2 separate regions of the Mus musculus genome follow, and region 2 is linked to region 1. The links are chromatin contacts, called in public HiChIP or PLAC-seq maps. All regions are on one chromosome and are shown on one strand. The core of a region is the stretch at or near the end of the contact, and the rest is flanking DNA. Distances in the headings are between cores, read along the strand shown.

What was found. HiChIP or PLAC-seq counts read pairs in DNA pulled down with a chosen protein or histone mark.
Region 2: an H3K27ac HiChIP or PLAC-seq map of extraembryonic endoderm stem cells shows a contact between it and region 1, with 4 times the contacts expected there. The contact joins the enhancer-like site here to the promoter of Cdkn3 in region 1. A contact is called at or near these places in 6 of 39 promoter capture datasets (the C10 cell line, HPC-7-derived erythroid cells, embryonic stem cells and 2 more), 1 of 15 datasets of contacts at CTCF or cohesin (pro-B cells), 4 of 484 Hi-C or Micro-C datasets (B cells, the HPC-7 cell line, cranial neural crest and 1 more), 4 of 115 datasets of contacts at active chromatin or transcription factors (astrocytes, extraembryonic endoderm stem cells, large pre-B cells and 1 more) and 2 of 9 other capture datasets (embryonic stem cells and pancreatic islet).

The regions. Positions count from the first base shown.
Region 1 is chr14:46,759,172-46,761,835 of GRCm38.p6, reverse strand. Cdkn3 (cyclin-dependent kinase inhibitor 3) reads right to left here and starts at 1,295. Exons shown (of 8, transcript NM_001360041.1): 1 at 1,188-1,295. The coding sequence starts at 1,196.
Region 2 is chr14:47,085,604-47,088,267 of GRCm38.p6, reverse strand. It overlaps Samd4 (sterile alpha motif domain containing 4), which reads right to left. Exons shown (of 13, transcript NM_001037221.2): 10 at 308-509. Among named protein-coding and RNA genes, the nearest start is that of Gm10371, 29 kb to the left of the region's middle. Within about 2 kb of position 1,332, at least 146 of the 459 cell types and tissues checked have an H3K27ac peak or open chromatin away from gene starts, as enhancers often do. A contact at or near this core is called in B cells, the HPC-7 cell line, astrocytes and 3 more, where this site is marked.

The DNA of each region.
Region 1 (2,664 bases), core at 46-2,545:
CATGGCCAGGCTGGCTCAAAAGAAAACACAATATGGGTGGAAGGGTGGAGGATTGTGTATTCAGTAGAGATGACCCAGAAGAGACAAAGCCAGTGGACACTGCTCATCCCCTTTCTAAAACAAAAACAAAAACAAACAAACAAACAAACAAAAAACCCTTTCCACTCCCTAATTGGAACCATCTGAGATCAGACATTTGAACAACACGTGTATACAAAAATATTAGTTTTAAAGAATGTCAAAAGGAGAAAGTAGACTGCGGCTGTGTGATTCCCACATCCATCCAGATCTACCCCTTCCCAGGCAGCAGTGGACTACAGAGGACTCACTTGTGCTTGCCAGAGGAGGTAGATCTCAAGAGAGGAGGAAATAGCGAGCTCTACGTGTGTTCAGTTCCTCTATACCAGAGGTCAGATAGCTCACTCTTCCTCTGGCAACAATGCAGTCGGTAGGCAGCTGACACAGTGGACACAAGACTTGCAAGAGTAACCACCTGACTGCTTGGCTTTCAAGCTCTTCTAGAAAGGTCTTGCTGGAGGAACAGGTGATAACTGGCTGAAATTATAGATTGCGGTTTCTTTGGATTGCTCTTTGGTATAAAACACAACGGAACCCAAATGAAGCCTTTAAGTGGAGTGTCAGCTATGAGGTAGAAACGATATGTCAGGTGGGGCTTCCAAGTCATGGCTAAGACCCCTTTTCTTTCTCCTATAAAACCAGATTTTAAGCTTGTGTGACTTTTCACTCCACCCCTCTCAGCCTGCTGTGGATAAATGCTAACAGGCTTAGACGTCCCTGCCTTCCTCAGGCCCAGGGATTCTGACCTGCAGGAAACAAGACGCAGTGCCCTGAGCTTTCTGAGGGAGGGTGGCTATCGTGATGTCACTCACAAACGGGGTCGTTACAGCCTCTGCATCTGAGGCATCAAGCCACCCACAACCCCGGCCGTGACAGCCTCTGCATCTGAGCTGTCAAGCTGAATGGCTTGGCCCTCTCTGGCAGGGTCGTCGTGAGGCCCCTCAGGTGGGCAGCGAACCGCAGTGCCACAGATCTGCCACTCAGCCTCCCCGACGCGCAGGGCGGTTACTGTGCGAATCGCACCGCTGGCCGCCCAGCAACGCAGCCGAGGCGGTCCAGCGTCTGGCCCCGTGGCGAGGATCCTTCGGGTCCCGGACAGCCCCACTCACCGGCTTCATCGCGGGTCGCCACTCGCCGTAACCAGTGCCGCCGCCCTCGCAGCCTTTAGGACACCGCCCGCGAAGAGCCCGCCCCCGTCAGTCCATTGGTCCGCCCACGTAGGAGGTGGCGCGGGGCGTTCCAGAAACCAATCATATCCTCGCTCTGTTTCTTACTCCGGGGCCTTGCTCAGCCTCTGACTACTCATTGGTTCAGAGGAAGTCTTTGAAAGACGCGCGGAAGGAGGGCCCGGAAGAAAGGGGATTGGCTTGGAGGGCTCCGCCCCTCCGCCAGTTGAGGGCGTGGACGTGGCGAGAGGCGGAGCGAGGCGAAGTGGTTCCTCACAAGTCCAGCGCTTTGGAGACTTTCTGGACTTAATTTCTGAATGATACCAGGATAGGGAGCATTTTCTTTTAAATTGTTTTAACTTTCAGGGCGTGGTAATTGGTGGAGGAGAGCCTTGCATAGGAGGTGTCCCTGGGAAAACTGACATTGCTGTCATATCTAGTCATGTAGATACTTTGGAGAATACTAAATAAAGAGCATAGGCATACTTGACATTGGATGTTCTGTATGTTCTGGATGTTCCAGGATGTACATAAGTTAATGTGTAGATCAGTCTTCCTGTTCACCAAGTAGGAATGTGCTAATATTGTATGAAAAGGAGATAAAATGATATGGGGGTTGGGGGTGGGGTCGACCTTGTCAGGCTTAATCAGCGCCAATATAAGACTGTTCTGAGCCTGCTACATGGGCGCAAGGAACTGAACTAGGGTCCTCTCTGAGAGGACACGCTCTTTATTGGTGAATCTTCTCTCCATTAACTCCCCTGCCCCCCCCCCCCCACCTTCCATTTTCAGTCTTCATTTAGCTGGCTTTGGGAAAGAAAGTCACCTGGAGCAATAGTATCATGGAATTTGAGAAAAGCAGAAGTTTCCTCTTTTACCCTTATGTCAAAGTCAGTGGGCACAGGGCTAGTAGTTAGGGAAAGAAGACAGCACGATTTGACTTAGAAATAGCATTAGTCACGATCCTTCGGAGAAATAGAAGTTGTGTGTGTGTGTGTGTGTGTGTGTGTGTGTGTGTGTGTGTGTGTGTAAAAGAAATGACTTCGGAATGCTGGTGAGTTCAAAATCTAGTGAGAGGTTAGTGGCTGTTGACTCAGAAGATCAGATCAAAGTTCAAGTTCAAAGGCAGAGTGTTGTGGGGGCCAGGAAGAGTCTGTGCTGTAAATTAACTGTGAAAACCATAAGCTAAAGAATCCTCCTTGTGTTAAGAGAATCTTAGCTTTTGTAATATCCAGGCTTCCAACTTGGAAGACAATCTGCTTTACCCAAAGTCTACCAACTTAAATGTAAATTACATCCCCTAATATTCACAATAGTGTTTTTCTAAATATCTGAGCACCTGGCTTAGCCAGGTCAATGCATGTCTTAGTTAGGGTTTCTCTTGCTGCAACGAAACACCATGACCAAAAAGCAAGTGGGG
Region 2 (2,664 bases), core at 83-2,582, 330 kb before region 1:
TGGAAGGTGATGGGGTATGTTGGGGGGGGGGCAAAGATCAAGCAGAAGTAGCCCTTGCATGCCTGTCTACAAGGGTCCCAGAGATAAATGTAGCACTAGCTTTCCCAAGCAGCAGACATGAGTTTTTCCGTCTCCAGGGAAACAACGCAAACAGTGATTACCTGACAAGCATAGGCTCAGCTATCTCCTGGTTTAGATTCCCCTGGGGTCTTATCTTTCCATGCAGGAGACTGTCTGGGTTGGAGACATCTTAAAGCCTCAGTCCCTGAGCTTGGTCAACCTCCCTGCTCCCCAGAGCAGAACAAACCTGTCTTCCTTGTTTCATGATGGTGGGGTTGGCAGCGGTGTGGCGCTGGTTGGAGCTGACAAATCCACTGGTGCCCAGGAGACCAAGGCGGGCGGAAGGGACATTCCGAGATGCGATCTGGTACTGTCGTGGGTTCCGTCTGCCCATGCCGCTGCCCACAGAGCTGGCTGTTGGGAGGGAGTTGGACTGCCCAAAGCCACGACTGTGAGAGCAAAGAGAAGAGATCCAGAGGTTCTGGCTCCAGCCCTACATAGCCCAGGCTGCCAGTGGGGTCTCTTGGGGACTGACAAGAGGTTTGGGGGTGCCAATAATAGGCTATGAATCAAACTGTACCTAGTATCTAAAAGCAACAGCACATGCTAAATGTTGGCGCATGCACACTACTCTTAACCCACAAGACAGCCCTATGAAGTAGGCTTCCTAATCTTCACTGCTAGAAAAACTCAGAAAGCTTGAGGATTTTGCTATCGACACACAACCAGCAGGGGGCAGCACTCAAATATGAACCCAAAAGGGGAGCTCAAAGAGTCCCCTGCCTTCTATTCTTGTCTAGTCCAACCTGTGGGTCTGTGCATGAGGCCATGGTGCCTTTCAAGAAGCCACAAAGCAAAATAGTAGGGTCAGTATCTGGATCTGATTCCGTTCTGGTGCGCCTTCCATGATGGCGTGGTTCATTGCTGATCAGGTTGTCTGTAAGCAGTCTTAGATGGAGGACCCGATTGAAATATAAGCTCTGTTAGAAAGGACTGTATGTGTCTTCTTCAGCCCCTTATGTCCCAGGCCCGAGGCACGGAGTCAGAATTTTGCAGAGTAAATGCTGTTTGATATTTCTCCAACTGGGAGGTCACTGCGGTGTGTGGATGACTCCATACACACCTAGGATAGTCCAGTCTCTTCGTTCCCCAGGTCTTTCCTGCAGGGCGGCCCTCACCAGGGCTGGCAAGGCTCCGCTTTTCGGGTCCACGCAGGAGGCTGCTCCCAGCGGGGTCGGATGAGCTCAGCGGAGAAGCCTCCACCAGCCCCGGGCTTCTGGAACCGGACACATTCTTTCCAAGGGAGTCAGGCAGCTTTAGTTATTCAGGAGGGTGAAGGAGGTCTGCGTGGCGGGCAACGGCCACTAGATGGAGCAGAGTCGCTTGGTTGCTAAACTGGGGAGTTTTCGCCAAGCTTACCAGAAGACCCTGCAGATGAGCTGATTTAGCTTAGCCAGTGGAGGTCCAGGGGGCCATTCACAGCAGGTACTTCCTGCGCCAGAGATGGTTGTGTGTGAGTGCGGGGCGGGGGGAGGGGAGGTGGCGTCTGAGGTGGCAATGCAAAAGTTCCCGAGTTCCTAAATGTCTTAGGGAGAGAAGGTTCCAGGCTTTTGAGGCCAAGAAGGGTGTTGTAGAACCCATTCAGAAGAAGAGGTTCTTCTCTTGGGTTCTTGGTCTCTCTGTTTATCTTATCTTCCCTTTCCTCATTGAAAACTGAAAATTAGCGTGAGGCCATTCCATGCAATCAGAGACCCCAGGGAGGTAACTTGTAAAAGTGGCAGCAAGTGTGGGGGGGGAATGGGGGGGGATTTCCGCTTTCAGCTGTTAAGAACAGGTCCTCTGGCTTCTGAAGTCAGAATTTGGGCCACCTGGCAGATAGATGATCAGTATCTGCTAAGACTCCCCCCACCCCTTACTTGGTGTGAATAGATTTTTCTCACTTCCCTCTTTGGCTGGATTTTTAGAAGGCTATTTCTATATGCAAAACAGTAGTGGATGAGTGTTGCCTTAAAATGATCTGTTCTTCCACGAAAGCAACACTGTAGCTTGTAAAAAAATTTTTTTTTGAGACAGGGTCTAACTATGTAACACAAGCTAGCCTCAAACTGCCTTCCCGCCTCAACCACCCAAGTGCTGGGACTACTCAAGAAAATCAGACCTGGATCAAGACTGTATTTTCTAGCCACATCAAGGCCAGAAGGCTCTGTTAGGGCAGTCGGTGAAGAAAAGGAGAACCCTGACATTCCCAAGAGTTAGGACTCAGCTGTTTGGGAGAAGGAGTAAAGCCCAGAGTATTCCGGGGTCTGGGAGGTGGTGGTGGTGGTGGTGGTGGTGGTGGTGGTGGTTACAGTATAGCGGAGGCAGAATTTTGAGAGGCCTTCTTCTTCCTGATGGTGGAGTCTAGCTGTGGTGTCCTCAAAAGGTTATTTTTACAAAGCCAGGTTTTTCTAGAGTTGCTGCCGCTGACAGTGGGATTGAACTCTGAGGTCAGTTAGGACCACTCAGCTTAAGGAAATAATTATGTTTCCCAAGAAAGAACAAATGCCAAATTAAAGTCCCACTCTTGGCCCCTCCTCCATCCTGCCTCCTACCCCCGAGCTTGTC